Regions from separate parts of the Mus musculus genome. Here region 1 is linked to region 2. Evidence: chromatin contacts called from public HiChIP or PLAC-seq data. All regions are on one chromosome and are shown on one strand. The core of a region is the stretch at or near the end of the contact, and the rest is flanking DNA. Distances in the headings are between cores, read along the strand shown.

Region 1 (5,827 bases), core at 2,769-5,268, 180 kb after region 2:
CACCTACCCACAACAGCATGGAGTAAGTTAAAAGGATGGAATTCCCTAGCTAACCTTTAGAGTTGTCCCTCCATGTTCCTTGCCACCCCCACCATGAAGCCCATTTCTAATCAAGGAGAAGGCAGTACCCTGAAATGCCCCTGGCCAGCCAGGTTTTCTCCCTGGTCCGCCATTTTGACTGCAGATGAGTTTCATCCCAGAGGGAAGCGGGCTGAGCACCTGTCTCCTCTTTACTGCCAGCCAGGGGGAGCTGCACGCCTGCCCGTGCTGTGTCCACGCCTGCTCTGCACTGCCCTGGTCCTCGGGGGAGGGCCCTGCACCACGCTGCCAGCAGCTACCGCTTCCCAGAAACACGTCCATTTGCTTGTCCATTCTGGCCTCGCTGTTGTTTGTTGTGACAGTGTGGGGGTGGGAGGCTCTCTGGCCTGTGCTGGCTCGAGGCCCTTCCTAGGCTTTGTGAAGGCCTTCTCCACTTGTCCCTTCACAGCCTTCCTGGTTGTTGGTTTCTGGAGAGGACGATTTGTTTGTTTTTTTTCTACCCCGTCCCTCAACGGCGGATCATTGTTCTCTGTTGAGGGGTGCCCTCGTTTTGGGGTCCGTTACTTCCTGGTTTGTTCGGTTTTCATTTTCTCCAGGCATCCCGTCGTTGTGCCTCCGTCACCTCACCTCTCTTTTCTCCTGCTCTCTCCTCCTCCACAGATGCCCCACGCTGGCAGTTCTGACCAGCCCCATCCCTCCATACAACAAGGTTTGCACGTACCACACCCCAGCAGCCAGGCAGGGCCTCCATTACATCACAGTGGGGCTCCTCCTCCTTCCCAGCCTCCCCGGCAGCCACCACAGGCCGCTCCCGGCAACCATCCACACAGCGACCTGACCTTTAACCCCTCCTCAGCCTTAGAGGGTCAGGCCGGAGCACAGGGAGCATCCGACATGCCGGAACCTTCACTGGATGTAAGTTGGGGTCACCACACACCTTGGTCTGGGGCCAGGCTCGGCACCGTGACCTTCCCAAAAGAAGGGGGGTACTTAAGGGCTCAAGGCCCCGGGTGGAAAGGTGGGTGGGTGGTGGATGGGCCCCAGCCAGTCTCCCCTGACTCTAGCACTAGGAAGCCCCATATGGGGGTGTGTCATGCAAGCCCCACCCCTACCCATCAGCCCTTTGGCCCGATAGCCCTGTTCCTCAGTCCTACCCACCTTCTACGTAAGCCCTTGACCAATCCCTCCAGTCAGAGCCTTGGAGATAGTGCAAGAGGGTCCTTGCCCTTCTTCCCATCCCCTCCCTCACACCCCCATGTCAAGCTTGCTATTTCTGTATCTACCTTCTGGCCTGGGCAGGGGAAGAGCTAAGAATGACACCCCACCCACCATCGTCTTGCTGGTCTTGTCTGCTTGCGGTTTCCCTGTCCGTGTGTCTCCATTCCCTGCTTCCGCTTGCTCCATTGCTCACTCCAAGAAGTCTCCATGTCGGATGACAGAAGATGATGTGGGGAGGACATGACTCGAGGGAGACAGGGTCAAACTAGGCAGCTGAGACTCAAGCATCTCCCATTCCAAGACCTCAGGAGTATAGAAGGCGGGGTGGTGGGCATCACAGAAAGATTGGGACTGGACACTTTCCTCTCCTACCCCCGCCAGGGGCTGGAAGCTGTAGCCAGCCCCCATCCCTAGGTACTGAACTCCTGGCCCTGCTATCAACACCCACCACGGTGGCATCAAAGAGCTCTTGGCAGGGAGAACTGCAGTGCTGTCTAAAGTTTGCAGATGTCTTGGTTTCTCACCCAACTCTCCTTCCTTAGCCAGACTGAGGGATGCTTCTAGATTCAGGAGCTCCTCTGCCCCTGTGTGACATACATACTTCAAGGGTGTCACACGGGGAGTGGGGACAGGGGAGCACAGGGACAGGACAGTATGGCCAGCCACTAGTTCACTTAAGATTACAGGAGAGTAGTCTCGGGCACTGTGGGGACCATCTGGTCTTCCCACGGCCTGCCTTGTGGTCATGGATGAAAACCGAGGGCTTATACCAGCAGGCTGTGTGACCCAAAGATGCTCTTGGCAGGGTCTGAGAGGACAGAGGAGCAATCAAAAGGAATCCAGCCCTTGATCTGCCATGGGGCTGACATTGAGAGGAGGGGTCAGCCCAGTGGGTCTCCCCGGCCTTGGCATTTGTTGAGTGTGGGTATGCCTGCCCCCAGCTGAGATGCAGTGGTCTTGGGGACAGCCGGCAGGCCCATACTTGACACTGTTAAGTTTTCTGTCTTTGAGGTAGAACTCCAGGAGGCAAGCGGAAGGGAGTGAGAAGGCCAGAGAGAGCCCTCACTCCTCCTGGAGCAGCCTCAGACACCTCAACGAGGCTTCTTCTTTTCTAGCTACTGCCGGAACTCACAAACCCGGATGAGCTTCTTTCCTACCTGGACCCCCCCGACCTTCCAAGCAATAGCAACGATGACCTCCTGTCTCTCTTTGAGAACAACTGAAGGCCACTCTCCACTGGGGCCATCCCTCCCCACTCTGCCTCCTACCCCATCTGTCCCACATCCTATTCCTCCCAGGAGCCCATGCTCAGGCCTCCCACACCAGGACCTCAGGCTGAGAGCTGAGCAGAGCACACTAGGCAGGGAAAGCCATGTGGGTCTCCAGTCCTGTTTGCCTGAATGCTCTGGGATCTATGCCTAGAGCAAGCCTGAAGACGGCCCCTGGAAGACAAACCCAAGCTGAGGGAATCCAGGCCCAGCAAGAGACATGCCAATGGCGACTGTAGGTCCCTCCATGTGTGCTGACTCCAGACAACCGACCTTCCAGTGTCCCAAAGTTCTTCCATGTTTTTAAACCTTATCCCCGCCTCTTGGCCCAGAGCCTCCTTCAGATGACTGGAACCCGAAAGAAGCCTGTGCTCCGGCCCCCAGGCCAGGGTAGTGGACAAGCCTTGGAGGAGTGGTGACAGTTTGCAGCAGTGAGGAAGGACACGCACACACACACACACACACCACAGAAAAGCACAACCCTCTGGGGAGGAGACCATCCCTCAAGGCCGGGGGTCGTGGCTTTGGCCTCTGACTTCTAAGCCAAGATGCCCTGTAAACACTCTCTCAGCAGAACAAGGACAAAGTGCCGTGTCTGAGAGAGAGTGCCACACCTTGTAGGGACTGGCAGGAAACAGGTCAGGGCCTTCCCCAGAGCCAAGACAATGCAGAGGAGGGCTCCTTAACTCAGACCAGGGCCATGCCTTGCGGGGAGCAGAGAGTGTGTGCACCACACCAAAGGGAGCCCTCCGTTAGTTAGAGGCCAGAGGACGATGCCAGCCAGAGCCCCACAGAAGCAGCCAGGGCCTTGCAGCTTTGCCCCAAGCCAATCCCTGCTTTTAAATGACCCGCAGCGGGGAGCTCTGAAGAAGGAGCTCTGAAGGAAAGGAACATTGTATCTGGACAGCAAGCAAGCCATTTCCCCCCATGTTCTCTTTCCTTCCTCCTACCCATACTTCCTTCTCTGAGACTATTCCATGGGACCCACTTCCCTCTGGGTTCTCCTTTCCCCAGACAGCTGTAGGGGCACATGGTAGGGAAGCAGCATAGGCCCCCAGGGAAACGACTCCACAGCAGGGCCTTCATGGATCTCCAAGTCTCTCAGTCTGGTCCAGCAGGTTCTCTGCTCAAAGCTGCCTGTCTCCAGCCCAGACCTTTGCTGGGTGCACCAGAGCATCTCAGCAGGCAGGCATTTTGTGGCATTTATGGCCTGTCACTCCCTGTATTTCTCCCTCCATCCAGAGCTCGCTCCACACTCCTGCTCACCCAGCAAGTGCAGCCTCTGGCCCTCCTCTGCTTTTTCACTCCATCCAGCTTAGAGTCCCCTGCTGGCTTGTCACTCGCCTGCTTTGTGCCAGGCTGGTCTGTGTCCCCCTGAGCCTCATGGCCTACGGTGATGCCTGTGGTGATGCCAGGTTGTCCGCTCACATGAGTCCCATCTGTAAATTCTTTGCTCCCTTCTCCGATGCTGCCACCCAAGGCCTTCTCCTGCCTCCTGTCCACTGCCAGCGTCCTCATTTGTCATCGGTCATTAGCCTCCCTCTGTGCTCCCTGGCACTCTTAATATAGATTGAACCAGAAAGGTGACCCCTAGCTGTTGACTTATTGTCACCCTAAAAAAAAAAAAGGCACAAGGAAAGCTGCCACCTCCCCACCCCTCCTCTTCCTTTGTCCTGTTGTTAAGGTTTTTTCAAGCAGTGTGTTCAGTATGCAAATCAATTATTTTAAGAATCGCTTTTGTAAATATCTTTGTGAATATTTTAGTATTGTCTTTGATAATATTCAACATTTTCATGACCTGGTTATAGCCTTTGCTGGTGTTTTTAAAATATCTTGACTCAGTGACAAAACCCGAGTCCTTTTTTAAAAAAACAAAAACAAACAACAAAAACAAACAAAAACCAACCAGGGCTATTTGTACAGATGAGAGAGGAGCAGAAGAGGCGGCTGTGCTCGAGTTGAGAGACCAGGCAACCCACTGTTGAGAACCACTCTCAGTCAGCTGGTAGGGACATTACACCAGGTACCCCGTGGCTATCCCTACCCAGTGTCGGTGGCCCGGCACAGGGCCGTGCTCTGTCGGACTGTACGGATTGTTCAGCTTCAGACTGACAAATGCCTTTCTCACAAGTTCCTGCTTCTTGCCGTGATACTGTGCCCCAGAACAGCCTGGGGTCCCTGCTAGTTCCTGTCAAGGCATGCCCAGGTTCTCCACAGCTTTCCAGTGCAAAAGGCCTAGACACTCCCAGTAGCCCAGCCTCTCTGGTCATCTCTCCGTTCACACCCGAGGCTACACCTGAGGCTGATTTCCTAAGGCTCCCTCCCAGGCAAGTGCCCACCAGCAAGTTCACCACAGAGCCTGAAGCCCACACTCCGGAAATGTCTCCTTCCAGAGAAATGTTGGAGCCGATCCAGGGTTTGAGAGAGCTACAAAGACATCGGGGGCTGGAGCCATGCCTTGGTAGTGACAGACGCAGGTAAAGGTGACATCCATAAACAGAGGCAGGCCTAGGCTCTGGAAAGATCCTCAGTCCTTTCTTACAACAACTTGGAGCCATAGTAACCTCCGAAATGAGGTCTCAGCAAGCCACTTTACCACAACGAGCAACCCACCCATAGGCACGTACCAGCCGCCACTCAGCTAAGCGGCTGGGCTGGGAGAGAGCATGCGCAGATGGGAAAGGCCCCGCCCCCCGCACAGGCGATCACCCTCATCTTCTTGGTTTGAAGCTTTATTCATGTCTCACGTATCCTGTAGCCATTTTATTTTTTAAAAGATTCCTAACACTTTCTCCCTAACGGAAGCCCTAAATCCCAGAGAGCTACAGGTCTGCTCCCCATGGGCCCTCGGGCCTGACCAATCCAGACGAGGCAGAGAGCAGCAGCGACTCAAGGGCCGTGTGTACATATGTAAATGAGAAATAGACATGTCAACAAGATACATTCATTTCTCCCGGAATGTGTATTGTTTTTATTTTACAAAACAGAGAAACAACAAAAGGCTTGGAACTCCTTCATTCTACGTGGAATACTAGATCCCGTTTGTTAGCCTTCGTGACTCCGTCCTTGTCTCCTGTAATATACTGACCCTGTGTGCAGAGGCGTTTTTGTTCCCTTTTGTTTTTATTTTTACCTACATGTACTATTTACCTTCTGTGTCCTGGCCCTGCCACCTGTGTATTTTTAGGGTGCTATGGAAACAATGAAGAGAAACGGGGATTTCAGAAGAAAATTGTAACCAAATTCATATACTTTGTATAAGTTTTTGATATCATGATCACAGGTGATTCACACGTACACAC
Region 2 (5,758 bases), core at 2,390-4,889:
ACCTTTGTTTATTGACTTTGGTCCTTGTTCAGCCCTGTGTAGGGAGCTATGTCGAATGAAATGTGAAGAACAGGGGATGATAATGAAATCAACTGGACTGTTTCCCCAGTAATTCTAGAGACGGATGCATCATTAATGTTGGTAATACAGTGCCTGTCAGCTCACAAACTTCTCAATAAATGTGCAGCTGGCAAGCTCTGATAGAAATTGGAGGCAAGCAGAGAATGAGATTTGGGGCCTTTGATATATGGGGTGTCAGTGGCACCGTGAAGTTTTTATCAATTTCTGTCACTTTGGGCTTTTGTGCACGCTACATATGTGGTCTCTATGGCCACTCTCCATGGGCTGTATGGATGCTGACTGTGCCCCCGCAGTAGTGTGAGGAAGAGGGGTTGTTACAGGGTCCCCCACATCCCTCAGAGGCTCTCCCTTGGGGCCTATTATTCAGATCCCCTCAGACCAACACAGACAGTAGCACCAGCAGCGTCTGGACTGGGCTCATGAGTCACTCAGCCACCATGTCAGTTTTGAGTGCGTTTGTCTACAGCAGTATTCCTCAACCTACCCAATGCTACAACCCTTTAATACAGTTCCTTCCTGTGACCCCAACCATAAAATTATTCTTGCTGCTACATCATATTTGCAATTTTGCTACTGCTGTAAATCATAATGTAAATACCTGTGTTTTCTGGTGGTCTCAGCTGACCCCTGTGAGAGAGTCATTCAGTCCCCGGATGGGTCAACACACACAGGTTGAGAACCACTGGCCTAGAGAGACTCAGATTCCCAGAAGAAAGCCAGAGGTGAAAGTTTGAGCTTAGGGATCAGCGTTAAAAGGGGCTGAATGGGTGAACTAGAAGTAGGGACAGTTAGAGAGGAAAATCTGTGTGGACCCAGGTTTGGGACTGCAGATAAACCCAGAAGTTTATGGGGGAGTGAAGACCAGGCTAAGCCTCGATGTGTGGGTAAGGGGTAATTGACTTTCAGAGGCAGTATAATGTGAAGGTTGCTGTGTACGTTCTGGAGCGAGGTTTCTGGGTCCCAGATCCAAACCTAGCAACTGTGTTCAGGTTCCTTCCTTTGTCTAATGGGGATAGGAATGGAAACAGCGCATACCTTGAAGGTTTCTGTGACTGAACACAAATGAATATATGTAGGATATGCAAGTTCATCCATCGGGTCAGACACAGCTGGGATTTGAGCTTTAGTGACCCTCAAAACCTGGAGATTTGAGGAACCTGCTGGGGCTGGAGTGTTTATGAGGAACACCACACACACACACACACACACACACACATACAGAGAGAGAGACAGAGACAGAGACAGAGACAGACAGAGACAGACAGTGGGGGGAGGGGAATGAGATCTCAATTCTCTTCAGAGGTCTGACCCTCAAGGTCAATGTCACCAGCAAGGTGATTAATTGTGAGAGAAAACCATAAGGGGGTTCAAGGCTCTCAAGGACGCTGGAGAAATTTTGAGATCAAGGAGCCAGAGTGTGACTTCATCAGAATCCATCAGGAACTTGCTGGGGCTCCTGGGGTTTGGATGGAGAAAGCATGGGGTTCCAGACAGGTGAGCCAAACAGAAACCAAACAGCAGTGCAGGGCTCAGCTCTTCCTATCATAGCACGTGCAGCGTTAGGAGCAGGTCCCAGTAGGCTCAGTGTCTAGAAAACAGAGTGTAAAGGCTCCTCGGCTGCAGGGAGACCTGGGCTAAGGGATGCCTCTGCCACAGCCATAGCATCACTGACCTGCTGAGACCTGACAAGGTCTAGGGAGGAGTTCACTGTGCTGGGGCTGGGGACCAGTGGCTGGGAGAAGGGGGCATTCTGGAAGGTGTATTGTAGGGGTCACCTGACTTCCTCTTACTCCCAAGGGGGAAAGATATGGATTCACTGGAATAGCCCACTGGGTTGATCCTACCACAGCTGGCCCCAACTGCTGCTGTGACATGTGCCAGGCCTTGGAGGAATGGCCCAGCCTAAAAGCTCAGCGACTCACTGGGAACAAGACAGACCAGGAGCTTTCCACAACATGGGCATCTCATGAGCCCTGCTAAAGGAGCAGGCTGCAGTCAGCCTGTTAGGATAGAGCAGTCAGGGAGGGCTTCCTAGAGGAGAAGGCCTTTGAGCTACACCCAGAAGGATGCCCTGTTTTCAGCAGAAAGGGTCTAGAGAGGACATCAGCTTTACATCCGCAGAACTACCTAGGGCCTAAATATACATCATGGAGGCCTTAAACAGCCGCCCTGCCTCCGAGGACTCAGGTAAGGAGTGATGCCTCCCAGATCCTAGTCACAAAGCAATCCATGCAGTGGCTATCAGAGGGCTATTCTTACAGTCCCCAGAACCCTGCTGTGGTATGAGAGGTATAGCAGCTGCAGCCCAGCACACAGATTCCGGGGCTTCTTAGCCAGATGCTTAGCCACTCTCAGCATAGATGGACAGGTGCCTTGGAAGTCGGTAGAGAGCTACAGGTCTGAGGAGCAGTCTGCCTCCAGGACAGGAGCCACCGCAGGGAGGGCCAGAGCCAGAGCCCACTGTGTGTAGAAGACTCTAGAGGGATCCTGGGAGGGGGCTGTGAGGGCAGGGTATACACTTGGCTGGGGCAAAGAGAAAGGAGAAGCAGGCTCTTTCCCTGGGGGTGATTCAGCATAGACTCACACATGCCGTCCTGTGCGGTTGGGTTGAGGAGGGAAAGGTCTCAGCCCAAGGGAGCTACTGTCTGTCTAATGGAGAGGGGAAGCCAGTACCATCAGGGAGCTGAGCTCACTCTGATGGGAAAGTGGGAAGTAGGGGTGATTCCTGGGCCAGAAAGGAAGGGGGAGGGACGTGGAAGGACCTGCACCAGGAAAGGCAAGCTAAGGCACAGGCACCAGGGAAGGGATCAACAGGGGGGTACGCCTCTACAAGTAGGGACTTAGCCAGGCCTCCTGGGCGGAAGATCCCAGCTTCTGTGTCTACTCCGGGAAGGTCAGTGCCTGTGTGACAGCAACCCGTCTGTGTGTTTTTGCGTGGTGTAGCCAGATTGATGGAACTGCAGGTCAGAGAGGACAGCAACTGTGCATACAGGGTTCTCTCTAGCTAGGGTCTACCACCTGCCTCTGGGATGTTAAAGTCCAGGGTAAACCAGGTCAAAGAGAGAGGGAGGCACAGGGTCAGGTGACAGCTGTCCTGGCAGGTGTGCCATCATCTGGCATGAGGACTGCTGTGGGGCCCGAGGTGGCCTCATTTCTCACCTAGCTCCCTGCTGCCAACATGCCCATGGTGCTATGGGTAGCTGGCCCTCCTTACTGAGCATGCTCTGTGAAGAACAAATGTCTATCCCCCACTGGCAGTTGGCACAATAGATAACCAAGGGCCAGGGCAAGCTAGTGACCTGCCCCAGCCACACGGCAAATAGAGCCCCACGCCACTGCGATCCTGGAGGCTTTGGGATAAACTGGTCGGACTAAGATCTGGCCAACTCCTCTATCCCTCAAACACACTTCCCTCTAAACACACATGCAGGGTCCTGTGCCTTCTCAGCTTGTCTTCACCCTACCAAAAAACAGAGGCAGCGACCGACCCAGGAAGGCCTGGCCAAAGCCTGGCTTGGACCAGGTCTCCTGGGATGGCAGTAAAGTCCCTGAGCCCGCTGACTGAGAAGCAGCCTCTCAGCTCTGCAAGCATAAACATGGCTATTTTTAGCCCTCACAGGGCTGTGAGTGTAGCAATGTGACCTGAATTTGGCTTGGCCACCTCATCCTGCTTCACCCCAGGACAACAGGCCTCTCCTGGCCCTGACTCTCCCCGCCATCTCAAGGCAGGGCTGGGAGTTGCTGGGCATGAGGAGGAAGGAAACTGGGCTGGCTCAGGCAGGGGTCCTCGGAAGGATGGCCAGAATGCAGTCAGGCCCATGTGGAGGCCAGCTTGGCTTCAAGGACAGGATGTAGTAGGCAAAGTGGCAGTCAAGTCTCAAGGGAGATGTGGGAGCCATCTATGTTCTGTGTTTTTTCTGTGGTGCTGAGTACCCCTCTGGTCTGACTGGGCCTCAGGAAGCCGGGGTTCTGCCTCTGCCTCATAGACTCTCAGAAAGGGGAGGCTGTTCCCAGTCCTTAGCATCGTCATCTAGGGAGTAGGAAACCTCTCAAATGTTTCTTCAACTTTTCCTTCAGCAAATCCCGAGCTCTCCCATTTTGTGCCAGCCACTGGACATGACCACAGAGACCAGCCTGACTAGGAGCCTAGCTTCAAGGGCTGTTGTTCTTGGGCAGAGATGGGGTGGGACCATGGAGGGCAGAATAAATACATACAGAAACAGTTAGCTTTTGCAGTGTGCAGTATAGGAATGACATTGACTGTTGTTGCAGAAGGGACTGTGTGTGTGTAGATAAGGCTACCACAGGGAAGAACCTCTTGGGAAACAGTGGAGCTGGTCACAGTGTGGGCATGGAATTTGAGAAGGAAAGACAAGTGCAAAGGCCCTGGGGCAGGGAGAGTTTATAAGATGAGGTGGGTGAGCAGAGACCAGACGTACACAGGGGGGAGGTGACAAACAGGACAGGTTATACTGGTGGAAGGAACGGTGGGCTTGTGAGCACATGATATGAGGGTCTGTCAGGTGCTAAGTAACTTGTCTGGGGGCAGCCTCAGAGCCAAGGACAGTTGATTGGTTTCCAGGTCCTACCTATGGATCTTGGGCCTGGGCACCTGAGGGGTGGACATCAGATGATCCAGTAGAAATGGTGGAGAAAGAGGGGAAACTGGATAAGGGAAAGCAGAGAGTGAAAGGGCGGTGTCATAGCAGATCACTAGTTGGCCATGTCTGTTGACATCCAAGCAGAGAGAGGCTTTACAGATCAAACCCTGGGGCACTCTGCCAACCTCCTGGGGCAGTGTGGGTGGGACTGACCTGGGCTTCGTTTCTGTTCATCTGGAACCGTGGCTCTCCAAAGCTTGACCTGTAGCTTGCCTGTGCTGGGTGGAGCTGTGTGCAGTGGGTGGAGTCTGCAGCCTTGGTACAGAGGGTTAGGAACCCTACCTGGGAGAGTAAAGTTGGCATGCGCAGAAGGTGCGTGCCACAGGCATGGAACAATGTACCCTTTCTCCTGGCCCTGGGCCCTGGGTATCACTGCTACTCCCTGTTCTCAGCTGAGAACTTCTGATTGTGACATAGCAGCTGCCTCTGCTGTGCCCACTGGGGTGTGGGGCTTTTCATGACAGACTTGGTTTCCCTGTGTTGTGTGCTGGCCAGCATCTTGGACATGGCTTCCTAAGCCACTGAGTTTCTACCTGAGACTCCAGAATGCAGTGGAAGATTCTCAGAGCTTTAGTACTAGAAAGGTCATTTTGTGAGTAAGTCAGGGCCAGTAGGCTGGGTCTGGCAGAGCCCAAGGAAGCCTGTTAGTATGGGATAAAGCAGAGAGGGCTCTGATAGCCATTTCTTGCAAAAGTCCCTGTACAGGCTTTGCCTGGTTGATGGTGATGTCTTGCTGTGGCCATTATGGAGGTCTATAAACTTCTGCAAGCCGTCAGCGAATACCAGGTTAGCTCAGCTCCAGCTGTATTTCTCCAATCCTACCCTGAAACTAGAATCTACATTTTGGGGTTGAGGGCTTGGATCCTTTACTGTTGAGGTTTCTTTGAGAGCCATTATCCTAGGGGTTCCAAAACTAACGAAGAGGCTCTGAGTCCCAGTGATCCTAGTGGTAGCTTTGAGGACTGTCTATGTATCTGTGTCTGTCTGTGTCTTATGCAAAGGGTGTGTGTGTGTGT

What was found. HiChIP or PLAC-seq counts read pairs in DNA pulled down with a chosen protein or histone mark.
Region 1: an H3K27ac HiChIP or PLAC-seq map of microglia shows a contact between it and region 2, with 4 times the contacts expected there. The contact joins two enhancer-like sites. A contact is called at or near these places in 4 of 115 datasets of contacts at active chromatin or transcription factors (embryonic stem cells and microglia) and 2 of 9 other capture datasets (adipose tissue and liver).

The regions. Positions count from the first base shown.
Region 1 is chr14:25,660,568-25,666,394 of GRCm38.p6, forward strand. It overlaps Zmiz1 (zinc finger, MIZ-type containing 1), which reads left to right. Exons shown (of 24, transcript NM_001310666.1): 23 at 700-954; 24 at 2,373-5,827. The coding sequence ends at 2,480. It overlaps Gm52102 (a long non-coding RNA gene), which reads right to left and starts at 700. Exons shown (of 4, transcript XR_003951090.1): 1 at 1-700. Within about 2 kb of position 4,019, at least 22 of the 459 cell types and tissues checked have an H3K27ac peak or open chromatin away from gene starts, as enhancers often do. A contact at or near this core is called in microglia, where this site is marked.
Region 2 is chr14:25,484,537-25,490,294 of GRCm38.p6, forward strand. All of the region lies in intron 1 of Zmiz1 (zinc finger, MIZ-type containing 1), which reads left to right. Among named protein-coding and RNA genes, the nearest start is that of Zmiz1, 28 kb to the left of the region's middle. Within about 2 kb of position 3,640, at least 173 of the 459 cell types and tissues checked have an H3K27ac peak or open chromatin away from gene starts, as enhancers often do. A contact at or near this core is called in microglia, where this site is marked.